Regions from separate parts of the Mus musculus genome. Here region 1 is linked to region 2. Evidence: chromatin contacts called from public promoter capture Hi-C data. All regions are on one chromosome and are shown on one strand. The core of a region is the stretch at or near the end of the contact, and the rest is flanking DNA. Distances in the headings are between cores, read along the strand shown. Region 1 holds the start of Tmem229a (transmembrane protein 229A). Region 2 holds the start of Cadps2 (Ca2+-dependent activator protein for secretion 2).

The links. Promoter capture Hi-C pulls out the DNA fragments that hold promoters and counts their contacts.
Region 1: a promoter capture Hi-C map of liver shows a contact between it and region 2, with 2.9 times the contacts expected there. The contact joins the promoter of Tmem229a here to the promoter of Cadps2 in region 2. A contact is called at or near these places in 1 of 39 promoter capture datasets (liver), 1 of 484 Hi-C or Micro-C datasets (embryonic stem cells) and 1 of 115 datasets of contacts at active chromatin or transcription factors (embryonic stem cells).

Annotation. Positions count from the first base shown.
Region 1 is chr6:24,954,685-24,957,409 of GRCm38.p6, forward strand. It overlaps Tmem229a (transmembrane protein 229A), which reads right to left and starts at 1,441. Exons shown (of 1, transcript NM_177013.3): 1 at 1-1,441. The coding sequence starts at 1,069.
Region 2 is chr6:23,838,117-23,840,816 of GRCm38.p6, forward strand. Cadps2 (Ca2+-dependent activator protein for secretion 2) reads right to left here and starts at 1,305. Exons shown (of 30, transcript NM_153163.4): 1 at 674-1,305. The coding sequence starts at 1,021.

The DNA.
Region 1 (2,725 bases), core at 191-2,690, 1.1 Mb after region 2:
GGTCCTGGTACACACTAAGAAATAGCCAGCCAGGTAAATACATCAAGGTGATGAGGCCCATGAAATTAAGAGGATAGTGAGAATAGTCCCAGGAACAGGCCCCGCACATTCGAAGTCCCAGACCCCAGGAAAACTCCCACGCATAGATGAAGATCACATAGATGGGCACCCGCTTCCACGTGCCCCAGCCACGGCTGTAGTGAAGGTGGAAGTAGAGTTTTTCCACCACGAAACTACAACTTCCGTACATGAAGAAAGACCAGAGGGATGTGTGGCCACTGCTGGCCCTGTCCCCCTGCCCCAGCACATTGAAGAAGAAGGTGAAGAAGATCTCATCCAGAAAGCCATGCATTCCGAAGAAAAGGAAGCGGAGGAGGTCGGGCAGTCCCTGGGTAGGAGATCGTTCTGTGCCCCTTGCGCCACCCGGTCCTCGTCGCTGGCCACCAGCCTCCCAAAGGATCTGGGCGTCCCGGGCTGCGGGTAGCGTGTCCCTGGTGTGCTGGTCGCGCCGCCGCGGGTACCGCAAACACAAGAAGCGCTTCAGGAACACTTGGCCGTGGTAGAGCGCGAGCACGTACTGCAGCGCCAGGTCGAGCGCCCCCAGCGCCGGCGCTGCCGCGCCCCCCGGCCCGCCGCCTAGGCTGAGCCGTAGCGCCTGGCCAGCCAGGGTCTGCAGCCCGACGTGCGCAGAGGGGTAAAGCAGGAAATTGAAGAGGAAGGCGCTGGGGCAGCGCGGCCGCTGCAGGTAGAGCTGCTCCAGGGCGAAGTGGGTGAGCGAGTGCAGGAGGCAGCGGTAGGGTGAAGAGAAACCCAGCATCCGCAGATCCAGGCTGCGGGCGAAGCGCCTGGCAGAGGATACCAGCACGTCCAGGGTGATGCCGTGCATCCCGTAGAAGTAGAGGCGCATCCAGGCGGGCAGCGCGCCGCGCTCGGCCGGAGCTTCAGCAGCGGACAGCGGCTCAGGGCAGCTGGCGGCCGCCTGGCTACGCAGTCCGCCGGTGGCCCCGGGTCTCCGGGTCGCGCCGTCCCTCGGTGATGGCCCCTCACTCGCCACATCGCTGCCCGCCATTGGCTACCCGGGCACCCGGGGCCCAGCCGCCTAGCCTCGAACCGATTCCCCGCCCCGGGGGACGAGGAGGGGCGCACGTAGCTTCGATCGGATCGGGGTCTCCCAGCGCTCGGGAGACTCGCAGGTCGCCCGGGACGCGAGGAGTCCTCGTGCCTTGGTCCTGGCCCGCCCTCTTCTCCAGTCCAGGGTGAGATGTTGCTCACCCGCGCTCGGGAATCACCCTGCGCGGCCTAAGGAGTGGCGCGGCCGGGCAAGGGGAGGCGATGCCGGGGCTGTGGGGAAGAGAGCCGAGGCTGGTGGCAGCTCCATCCCCTCCGCGGCTCAGCCCCGCCGCCTCTGCTGCAGGCTCAGGGAGCGTTACGCGAGCGGAGATCGCCCTTCCCCCGGCCCTTCCCATACCCCTCTCCGCCCGGCTCGACCTCTCCCGCCTTCCCGGGCCCCCGCCCCGCCCAGCCTCCCGCGCCGGGTCTCACAGGGGTCTGCCCCGAAAGGCGAAGAGCGCCGCCCGGGTCCCCTTTGGCCATCTCTGCAGCCCTGGGCAAGTGCTGCAGGGGGTTCCCGCTGGGTTGGTGGCAGGAGGGGAGAAGCCCCTAACAGGTGTGAAGGCTAACTGTGGGGCATTCCCGGTATCGTGGAAACCAGGGCCAGGCCTTGGCTGGCGGAGACAAATGGCCTGGTGCCACTAGCCGGAGGCCGGGCCCGGGCCCAAACTGTGGTGCTGTATATTTAATGTCCTTATGCAAAGCCAGCTGTGTCCCAGTCACAGCGTGTTAACCGGAGACTCCAAGCCTGCCTTCCTGCTCAGAGCAGCCTGCATCTGAATGCCGACCCCCTCCCCCCCCTTCCCCGCCCGGAACCCCCCTGACTGATCCTCCTTTTCAGTCTTTGCCTAGGCTAGTTTACTCAGGGCCAAGCCCAGCAGTATTTAAAAAAACAAAAAACAAAAAAACAAAAAGACTTGAGGCCAGTGTAGCTGTAGCTGAGTTGTGTCCTGGCTACAGTGGGATGGTGGGGGTAGAGGTGTCCCCTACCAAAGACAGCATGCTTGCTAAAACTGGTGCAGACTAGTGCTGTGTGTGTGTGTGTGTGTGTGTTGTGGTGTGTGTGTGGGGTGTGTGTGTGTGTGTGTGTGTGTGTGTGTGTGTGGTGTGTGTGTGTGGTGTGTGTGTGTGTGCGCGCGTGGTGTGTGTGTGTGGGTGGGGTGTGTGTGTGTGTGTGTGTGTGTGTGTGTGTGTGTGTGGTGTGTGTGTGTGTGTGTGTGTGTGTGGGGTGTGTGTGTGTGTGTGTGTGTGTGTGTGTGTGTGTGTGGTGTGTGTGTGTGTGTGTGTGTGTGTGTGTGTGCGCGCGTGTGGTGTGTGTGTGTGTGTGTGTGTGTGTGTGTGTGTGTGTGTTCTTGCAGAACTAGGTCATTTCAAATACGGAGTGTAAAGGAAAGCCGAGCTTTTTTTCTTTTCCTGTCTTTTTCTTTTTCTCCCCCATCCCCTGCTCTTTCAGGCCTTGGCCTCATTCACTCCTTAGTCCCCCTCCTGGCTTCCTGTCCCTTTTCTCTCCTCCTTCTTCCCTCTCTGTCCTCTGTCAGGTAGAGGGGATGGAGGGATATTAGAAATAAGTTATACTTTTATGCCCCTCTCCTGTTCATGTATAAGAAGAAACTAG
Region 2 (2,700 bases), core at 55-2,554:
ATAAGCAAAGCATTAGCTAGTCCTTCACCTGTCATTAACAGTGGACTTCATTAAGCCTGCCATGGCCTAGAATTACTCATAGCCTCTCTGGATGCATAGCTTCCTCGCTGTTTGCATGTCATGCCCTGATTGTTTAGCCACACAGAAAACTTAGCAATATAACTTTGCTTTTAATTCACCAAGAAAATGTCTAGTCCCTTGCCCTAGTGGAGATTTCTCTGTTATGGGAAAGTATCCGTGTTCCACCTGCTTCATCTAGCTACACACTCAGTCTGTCTTAAGGGCAAAGCCCAGCTCATACACCCCACAGCAGCCCAAATTAAAGTTGTTGCGAGTTGTATTCTAACCCTGTCCCAACCTAATCTGCCCAGGTTTAATTACTGCAGGACCTGCAAGGTGGGATCAGCTGATCAGTCCATGTCTTGGGGATGGTGAGGTGCAGCTGCCAGCTCCTGCCAGTTCAGGCCAGCTCTGGTTAGCTCCGGCTGGGGTTAAAGACCTAAGCACTCCAACCTGTCCCAGACACCCCTCAAAGACCTACTAAAATAGTGTCCAGCCCTTCGCAGAAGGACGGCAGCAGGTGCCCTGAACTCTCCCAGGAGAAAGCCCCCGGGGGCGGGAGGATGAGAGGGGTAAGTGGCCGCGGGAGGCTCCCAGTCCCGCCGCCACTCACCTTCTGCTGCCTCCGGGCCATGTCGGTGGGCTGCTTGGCGTTGAATGGGTACGCGATGCACCTCACCACGAAGACGTAGAGCTGCAGGCGGATGCGCCGCTCCTGCTCCTCGTCCAGCTGCAGCTCGGGCTCATTTCGCCCCTCGCTGAGTACCGAGGGGCTCGGGCTCACGGGTCTGGCCGCTCCGCCGCCGCTGCCACCACCGGAGCGTCCCGGCGCGTCCCGCCGCCCTTCCCGAGCCGCGGCCGGCGGCGCTCGCTGGGAGACGCCCGGCGCCACCAACACCTCGCGGCTCTCCTCCTCCAGCCCCTCGTCCGACTCCTCCTCGCTGGAAGACGGGTCGAGCATGGTGCTGGCTGGGACGCCTGGGCTTGGCCCGCGATCCCTGGGGCTTCTCGCCGAGCGCAGCTGTCCCCGCGGGTCCGCGGGAACCTAGGTCGGTGCGCCGCGGCCGCAGAACGAAAGGGAAAGTGGCCCGGGCTTTCCGGACACGTCGAGTTCGGCGCCCGAGTGTTTGCCGCGGCCAGGACGCGGGGCGGGCGAGCGGAGCGGCGGGAGGCGAGAGGCGGAGTTAGCGCGGGGGCGCTCGGGGCGCCCGGGGACCGCGCGCCCAGCCTCGGGCGTCCAGCCCGCGCGCGCGCCCAGCCCCGCCGCCGACCCCCGCCGCCCGCGCAGGTGAGGAACCTGTGGCGCCTCCCGAGCAACACGTGGAACGGAATGTCGAGGAGCGGACGCGGGGACGCGAAGTGCGCGTGCGCGCGCCGCCGCGCCCGCCACCGCCTGGACCGGGCGGCGGGTGTGCCGGGCGCCCCGGAGCGCGCAGTTTGCAGAGGGCGGGTGATGCCGAGCCCAGACGAGCACAGACGACCCCGGGCCACCATGCACCCAGTAGTCCTGCAGGCTTTCTGTAGGGGTGGCGGCGGGATAGGGACGGGGAACAAACACAGTCTCCAAGAGAGAGCTCCGGACAGTGCTGGGACCTGATTTGTGAAACCTGAGTGCTGAAAAGTGGGACCGGCTGCCTTCCCCTCGAAGTATTATTCTTTCTAGGAGACTTGAAAAAAGTCTCTCTCCCTTCGTTGCAGTGGGACACTCTCCAAGAAGTCCAAATTGTAATCGTCACAGCACGGGCATTAAAAGAAAAGTTGGCGCAGCGGCCGGTCCGGTCCGGGGTGGGGTGGGGTCTTTTAAACTGGTAGGTATTCCTGTTGTTTCCGGCAAACCCGCGAGCAAATTAGATTTTACGTTTGAAAAATGAAACTCTGACAAACACAGCTCAGTTGTTTCCTATGTTGAGATAGAACTGACTCAAACAAAACAGGTTGTTTTGGGTGGACAGACATTCAACAAACACCCGAGAGAAGGCCGGTGTCCAGCATTGTTAGCTTATGACAGAGGCACAAGCGAGGGCACACAACACAAAGTCGCTCTCTTTCCTGGCCTCAAGTGGGCGTCTCATAGCGGCACCTGAAGGCTGAATTATCTGCGCCGATTTTCTCGATGCTAGAACTGCCTCGCAGTTTCTTTTGCCATTCTGTAACTTCTGTCCTGAGCTCAGACAGAAGGGGAAATGCACAAAACAGGCATTCAACACATGGAACAGTGTGCGGTGGCATTCCAGCAAGGAGGATGCAGATCTCCAGGGAATTAACAGGACAAATTAAGCACCCACCAGCCCTGAGCTTCTCTGTCCCAGGGCCAAGCCGCAGTTTAAACTTTTCCAGGCCATTTGGTGGTTAGATACACAAAAACACTTTCCTTCTGCATCTACTGATGCTGTCCCTCAATGGAGAAAAAAGAGGGCATTTACTCCTAGGGAGCCTTCTCCATTAGTTAATCCTTGATTTTGGTCCCTTAGTAATAAAAAATGTTTCATGCCTACTAGCTGATGGTCAATGGTAAGGAAAAAATATATATATATGTGTGTGTGTGTGTGTGTGTGTGTGTGTGTGTGTGTGTACATATATTAAAATTGATGTATTTGAAGACTTTTTGCAAAACTCTGTGAGAGTATTTATCCAAAGTGA